2 separate regions of the Mus musculus genome follow, and region 2 is linked to region 1. The links are chromatin contacts, called in public promoter capture Hi-C maps. All regions are on one chromosome and are shown on one strand. Each heading gives the region's core, a stretch centred on a gene start, on an enhancer-like site or on the middle of the called end of the contact. The rest is flanking DNA. Distances are from core to core; before and after follow the strand shown. Region 1 has its middle 17 kb from the start of 9130015A21Rik. Region 2 holds the start of Tspan13 (tetraspanin 13).

The links. Promoter capture Hi-C pulls out the DNA fragments that hold promoters and counts their contacts.
Region 2: a promoter capture Hi-C map of neutrophils shows a contact between it and region 1, with 2.9 times the contacts expected there. The contact joins the promoter of Tspan13 here to the enhancer-like site in region 1. A contact is called at or near these places in 4 of 39 promoter capture datasets (liver, neutrophils and pre-B cells) and 1 of 115 datasets of contacts at active chromatin or transcription factors (bone marrow-derived macrophages).

What each region holds. Positions count from the first base shown.
Region 1 is chr12:35,710,064-35,713,545 of GRCm38.p6, reverse strand. No RefSeq gene overlaps it. Among named protein-coding and RNA genes, the nearest start is that of 9130015A21Rik, 17 kb to the right of the region's middle. Within about 2 kb of position 1,550, at least 78 of the 459 cell types and tissues checked have an H3K27ac peak or open chromatin away from gene starts, as enhancers often do. A contact at or near this core is called in bone marrow-derived macrophages and neutrophils, where this site is marked.
Region 2 is chr12:36,040,097-36,043,813 of GRCm38.p6, reverse strand. It overlaps Tspan13 (tetraspanin 13), which reads left to right and starts at 1,336. Exons shown (of 6, transcript NM_025359.3): 1 at 1,336-1,563. The coding sequence starts at 1,501.

The DNA.
Region 1 (3,482 bases), core at 301-2,800:
GTGTTTTAGTAAAAGCAGCACAGGACGCTTCCCAGAGTTCTCTTCTCAAGTCATAGTGCATTGAAGACTTTCAAGAGTCATTGGCTTGGGATTAAGTACCCAGGGTTTGCATGTAAAACATCACAGGAGGAAAACAACATGACTCATGTCATGTAGAGCTTCATGGGAGAAAGTTAAGAGCAACACAGAGAGAATATGTTGAGGCCACTTTTGATTTCACAGTAGGATAATCACACTGAGCCTGAGCTACCCAATGCATTATGTACAATTGTGCACTGAAAACTGTTAGAATGACTTCCAGGTCACCAAGAGTGTCATCAGGACATGTATCACACTCTAGTAGCACTTAACTTAACTCTGCCACTTAAAATATTGTTAGGGGAAAGGAAAATATTGAACGGTGTCTATAAAAGACAAATCATTCTGATACAGTTATCTACTCACAAGATCTGTGGAAAATGAGGCACTCCAGAGACCTATTTGTTGCATCCTGATGCAGGGCTATAGGAGTGACACTACACTCCCAGCAGCCTGGACAGAGGCAGCACAGAGGCGTGCTGGCATGCACACAAGCGTTCAAGAATCTAGTTAAGATCTGTACCTGGTACAAGATGGGGCAGGTTATATTCACTGTGAAAGCATGTGATAATGGGTCATGGAAAATACAGTGTGGGTTACGAGAAGCCAGGGGAAGTTTCTTGATTTCCATTGAGAGTAGTTTCTAAACACTTGTCCTGTGTACACCCACACAGGTCCCACAGTCTCTAAAGGGATCATTTAGGTCAAGCAAAGGGAAACAGCATGCTTCTGCACTTAATCATTCCTTACAAATATTTGCTTTGTACTTACGTGTCCCAGGTACTGTTCCTGTGTCCTGCAGATCCAGGACTGAGAAGACGTTCCCACGTAGAGAATCGTGATTAAGTGCTTACACTTTCAGTGCAAAGCAGTTACTCTTTTGAGCATTCTTGTACTTAAACCATTTAACTTCCATGAAAATAACTTTAAGAGGTACCATAACCCCCCTTTTATAGGCAAGAAAACAGGCCCTAGAATAACTTGCTAGAGCAGAGGGAAGACCAAAAAGGGGTTCCTTAATTGGCTTGCCATCCTGACTTTGGATACCGGGAATAGAAAGGTGTATTTGAAAGGTGTTGAGGCATGGGACCCAGAGGCTGGAAAGCTATCAATCTCCTGATAATGCCAGAGGTGTTTTGCTTGGTGGCACTTACTTACAGGTTATCTAACTTCATCCTGTAACATGTTACAGATAAGTAAAACAGTGCAGTCTCATAACTAGGTAAGTGGGAGGAGCAGGGATGGTTGAACTCAAGGGACTCATACTACACTGTCACAGAAGAAGAAAACAAAACCAGAAAGAAACAGTTGGAAATTATTTTTCAAATCTGCCTCTAAGAGTCTTGGAGACATGCCTGTGCGTCAATTTTAAAAGTTAATATTGCACTTATATATCATGGCAGGCCTGTGTCAGGCTCAGAGACTCAGTGAGGAGAGGAAGTATTTCTACTGTTTTAAAAAACCCTCATGGTATGTTGAGCATGTGTTTCAGAGAAGTTTTTCACATCCCTTTTTATGTTTGAGAAAAGGAAAAAGGGCCCATGTGGCAACATCATTTGAATTTCACATCCTATTTCACAGAAGTTTTTAGTTCTCAAGAGTAAAAAAATGACTTTCTTGAGTAAACGTAAATTGACTGGTCATATGACATAGGCAAGTGCTTTTGTGTTTTCTATGCATCACCGGCACACAGACACAGGTGTCATCACGCAATGGCAATGATCAACGTGGTCTTCCCACTTTCAGTCACATAAGATCCGGTATCTTTCAGTTCCTGCTGACTACTCTGGAATCCCTACTCCCCAGAATGCCCACAGCATGCTAATATGTCAACTTCCTACCCAGAACCTGCTGGGTCCCTTGATGTCCACAGGAGTCATTCAACTTTCGCAACAACAGGAGGAGTGAAGTCTTCATGTACTAACATTGCCCGTGTGAAACACAAGTTTGAGGACCATCAGAAAAGCAGTGCTCCACTTTCTGTCGTGATACTTTGCACACATGTTCCAGATGATGGAACCTAGCAGACAACTTCCAGGGAGAGATGGCAGCTTCTCTCATCCCTCCAGGAGCCATGGAGTGATGGCTACTTCAGCTTTCCAAGCTGCTTTCTATTTCAAAGAGAACACTGTGGACGTCCCAGTACCTTTGCCAGCACGCTTCCAGCGGGTCTGTCCGGATGTGTCCCTAAACGTGTAATGCATCCTCAGACTCAAGCTGGGAGACAATAGAATTCAACTAGGAATCACAACGTGGCTGATTGCATTGACTTTACAATAATTCTACAAAGAAAGAACACTATTTCCATGAGCCTGTTGTGTGTAAAAGAGCCCAGCTAGTGTGTGTAAGTACATGGAAAGTACCTGCCTGACACAGACCAAGCAGTCAGGACTTCAGAACCCATGTTTAACTCTCTTTCCACTGTGTCACACTGTCTTCTTGGCAGACAAACAAAATCCAACAGTCTTTATTGACGTCCATTTTAAAACATTATCCAGGAGTCCTTGATTTTATATGTTATAGAGTTTTATTCCTGGAAAAACATGCTCCAGTAACCCAGAAATCTCAAATTAAGACAAACTGCTATTCATTTGCATTGTGAGGACTGGTTTCTGTTCTTTTCACTTCTGGAGAGTTAGTAGTCTCATGTGGTACAGGTGTGTAGAAAGGCGTTTATCTGGGTGACTATAACCACATCTGTAACCGCTAATTTTATGGGAGAGTTATTGAGTTATAAAAGCATCCATGTCTCAATAAAAAACAAAACAGCATTTTACTGTTTAGCATATGAAGAAAGTATCATACTTCTCTGTGATTATACATTATGAAGTAATTTAAGTGTGCCTTTTACAGTTCTTATATATCCATGCACATGACATGCGGGGCCATGAGTGTGGGAGAGTAAAGGGAGTGGGGGGAACTCCGAGTCCCACCAGAGTTCTGGTGCTCTGGGCAGGTGGATGCAGAAGGACTGCCGCATGCTTTCCACGTGGCCCAGGGTAGGTGTCTGGCTGTGGGAAGCCATGAAATCCCAGCTCACCGAAGGGTGGGGGTTGGGGGTGGAGGGTGGACAAGGGGCAGTCCTAGATAACAGGCTCTCACTCTCCAGCATCCCAGACTGGATACTGTGGAGGAGCTGAGAACAAATGGGAGGCCCCGGGGGGTGGCTTGTCAGCCTTGGGGCCAAAGGGACGAAAGGATAGGGAAAGAGCATAGCAGTCAAACAAATGTTTTGTGGGTGGCCTGAGGAGAATCCTTAACCTTAAACCACGTATTCAAATAAATTTATAGGCTTTCTTAATGCAACAAAGATAGCTATTAACTATTTGAGAGTGTTTTTCCTTTTTCTGCTTTATACTGTCTACACAGTAAGCTATTTGAGTACTTGAATCTATTTGTGTAAG
Region 2 (3,717 bases), core at 87-2,586, 330 kb before region 1:
GAGAAGGTATTTAATTAACTTGTTTAAGTCAATGATTTTTATGTTTGTTTTTTTTGGGTTTTTTTTTTGTTTTGTTTTGTTTTTGTTTTTTGACATACATTCACCTAACCGTGAGAAGTTTTAGGCTCAAAATGTACAGTAAATTTGAAAATCGCTTTTTAAAAGATCTATTTTACTATTTTACGAGTGTTTTGCCTGCATGTGTGTACCATGTGCATGCTTGATGCCCACTAAGGTCAGAGGAGGGCACTGGATCCCCAGGACTGGAGAGACAGGTGTTGTGAGTGCCATTTGGGTGTTGGGGTCCTCTGTAAAAGCAATAAGTGCCATAACAGCTGAGCCAACTCTTAAGGCCCTTAAAAATCTCTTTATAAAACCTATTGGTAGAATTTCTTTTGATAGAAAATACCAAATAGAAAATACCAAGCCTTTACTGCCGCTTAACAGTTGGAACCCAGTAGTGAGTGCCTTAAAACCATCAGGCGCACTGGTGCATCTGATAGGACACTTTATTCTATGCAAGGGGGTCTGTCAAATAGTGCATGATATACTTCTAATAATCTAGTTAGAGGTTAGGAATCAGGATGAAGATGCAGCAAACAAAAGTGATGATAAATTAATTGAATCTGTTATCGAAAGGCTTCCTAGCTTGTATTTATGCAAAAATAGGCCCCTAAAACCCAGGATCCCACTACAAGAATAAAGACTCCTGATTTATTTTGCACATATGTATTCATAAGGTTTATTAGTATTTCAAAAATCCCTGTAGATTAAGTCCTCTTGATCTGAAATCTGTCACAATTACAGGTTACCTTTCTTACCTATGTCGAGAGAAATTAGTTTTTATTTGCTCTTTTTAGTCTTTCACTGATGTTTTTCCTTTCATTGCCCCCTTCCCTGTTCTCTGTAAATCTTTCATTCTTGTCGTCTTTCTTTCATTCAAACGAGGCCAGGTGCTTCGATTTGTTTTATCATCTCATTCAAAATGGTGCCACGTCACCCACAGGGCAAGAATGGAGAGAGGTGCTGTCATTTCTCCTGCCAGCGTGGAGCCCCGCCCTCTGCTGTTCACCTGGGAGGGGGGAAATTATACAGAGGCCACAGTCTCGTGAGCCAGAGGCCGGCTCCCTCCAGACAGTCTCGGGGCCCCCTCCTCCTCCTCCTCCTTCTCCTCCGCTGAGCTGCCCCGCCTCTCCCGGACCCCAGAGCGCATTGATTTGCATATCTCTACCTTTGTTCCCTAGCAGTGGCCAATCAGAGTGCAGGGCGAGACGAGGCGGCGGGGCGGGGCGCGCGATCGGCGGATCCGCTGCGGCCGCAGGTTGCAGAGCGGGTGGGAGCCGCTGCGGGCGCGGCACTGCAGCCCTGATCCTGAACCCCGAACCCGAGCCCCGAGCCTAGCCCGGGCCACAGGCTCAGGAGGCCAGGATCCAGAAGCTACTCGCCCAGCCCGGCGGAAGACGCCTCGACCCGCAGGCACCCGCTAGCCCACGCGCCACGATGGTGTGCGGGGGCTTCTCGTGCTCCAAGAACTGCCTGTGCGCGCTCAACCTGCTGTATACCGTGAGTAGCCCGCGCCCGGTGGCACCTGCGGGGGCCGTCGGCCTCCTCCCCGCCTGAGTATTCGCCTGCGCCCCATCCCGCGCCCCTTGCGGGCTTCCCACGCCCCAGTTTCGCCTGCAGCCCCCGCCCGGGACCCCGAGCCTGCTTGTCGCAGTCTCCGCCCGTCCTTCATTGTGGCGCTCGCCCCTCGCCCTGCTCTCTGCAGCCCTTCACTTTCGCGTTCCTTCCCACTCTCCCCATTCTTTCATCCATCCCCAGGTTTCCATCTCAATCCCTCTAGCCGCACGCTTTCGGCTGGCCATCCCATCTGGAGGTTCGGAGGCTGGAGAGCAGCCCGGGCTTAGGGGACAGGTTTGCGGGATAGTGGGGCCTGGGATGGACCAGGCGGCCTGTGGATGGCGCGCTTCTGGCACAGCTCTAAAAGCTGCCTTTTGAATGGAGGCCATAGAGCAGGTTCACAGGATATCCGTGGCTTCCGAAGTTTGTTTCGTGCTTACATAAAGTCTCTTTGTTGATGTTTCTGCCCGTGAGGTATTCGCCTGATGCTTTTCCCATGCCATCTTCCTTCCCCTTTATCAATATTCTAGCTCCATTTTTGGCGAAGTCCTTCAGTATATAGTCCTCCACCCAAGTCGTTTTTATTTTTTTATTTATTTTTTCCTCCCTACGTATCAGCATATGCCTTCCAGCTTTAACATGGAAAACTCAGTTTGATTTTTTTTTTTTTTGAGGCATAATTGTGGCTGGACAGCAGGAAGTTGAGGTGATGTTTATTGAAAACCTTCACCACCCCAGCCTTTTCATTTGTCAATTTGTTATCTATCTGTGGCAAGCGCAGTTGTCTAAATTTTATAACGGTAAAGACCAAAAAAGGCTTTACTAAGTTTTCATAACTGGTAGTTGGAGAGTCTGGACTGGAACCAAGCTGTGGAATCTAGACCTTTCCACAAGCTGCCTCTCCTGCGTGGAAGAAACTTCCTTTCGGTCATCTCATTCCATCGGAGACTTGTTCTCTTCTATAAATACATCTGGTGCTTGCAGCACCCACCCTGAAAACAAACCCAGTTTCCCTGCATTAGCAGAGCCAGGCCATCTGGGCCAGCTTAGGTTACATCTATGGACAAGAGAGGCCGCTTGTGGTTGACAAGCAGAGACACCAGGTCACGGGTCATTTTACCTTTTTTTTTTTTTTCTGGTGTGTGTCTGAAAATGATGGCAAAGCTTTGACATAGGCACCGATGGTGTATATATTTTTCTGGCTAGTTCCTGGGAATCCAGTCAACATGCTCACAAATGGTACACTTGGCAGAAAAATTCTAGAATACATGGTGGCGAAACAGCTCCTGTCACTGGAAATCCATGTCAAGTTTCATATTAAGTTCACCTGTGCGGTGTGAGGCATGCTTACCACATTGCTATATTGTAAATTCCTATCCGTTCTTGAACAATTTCTCTTATTAACATGAATGGTCTGCTTAGAACGTCACATTCTATTTTGTGCCTGAGTCCCCCTCCCCCCCTCAGTGATTCAGTCATCTGTTTACCTGATTCTCCATCTTACAGTGTCTGCTTACACACAGTGCAGGGTACAGTGGCTGCTTCTGTGCCTCTTCGGCTATCTGTAGACATCAATGTGCAATATATACATTTAAAAAAAAAAGAACCTTTTTTCTTTTTTCAAATCAAGTAATACTGCTTTTAAGGTATATTATTTCCAGCAGTATTTACAGCGTGTCGTGAAAGCCAGGAGAAAGAAAAGTTGACCCTAAAGGCATATGTTAAGATTATTTAATATCTGCCCTAAATTATTGACTTCCAAAGTGTGTGTTATTGATTTTTTATCAGGTATGCAGTGAAAATTAATTGGAAATTCATGGGAATATAAATATGGCTAGCCATTCAAAGTCCTAGACTGTTTTAGACAAAGGGAAAAGAAGTTATTGTCTAAACATTTCCTCCTAAGCATTGCAAATAGGCAAAGTGACTATGACAGCGAGGTGAACAGAAGGAAAGGGTAGACTTGATTTTTAACATCTAGCTAAACATAAACACCTGTGTCTTCTTCCCTGTCTCTCCCTCAACATTTGAAGATGAAAAAAAAAAAAGTGTGATTTCTACCAGGGTTGAATTTGGCGATTAGGAGGTATTTTTTTT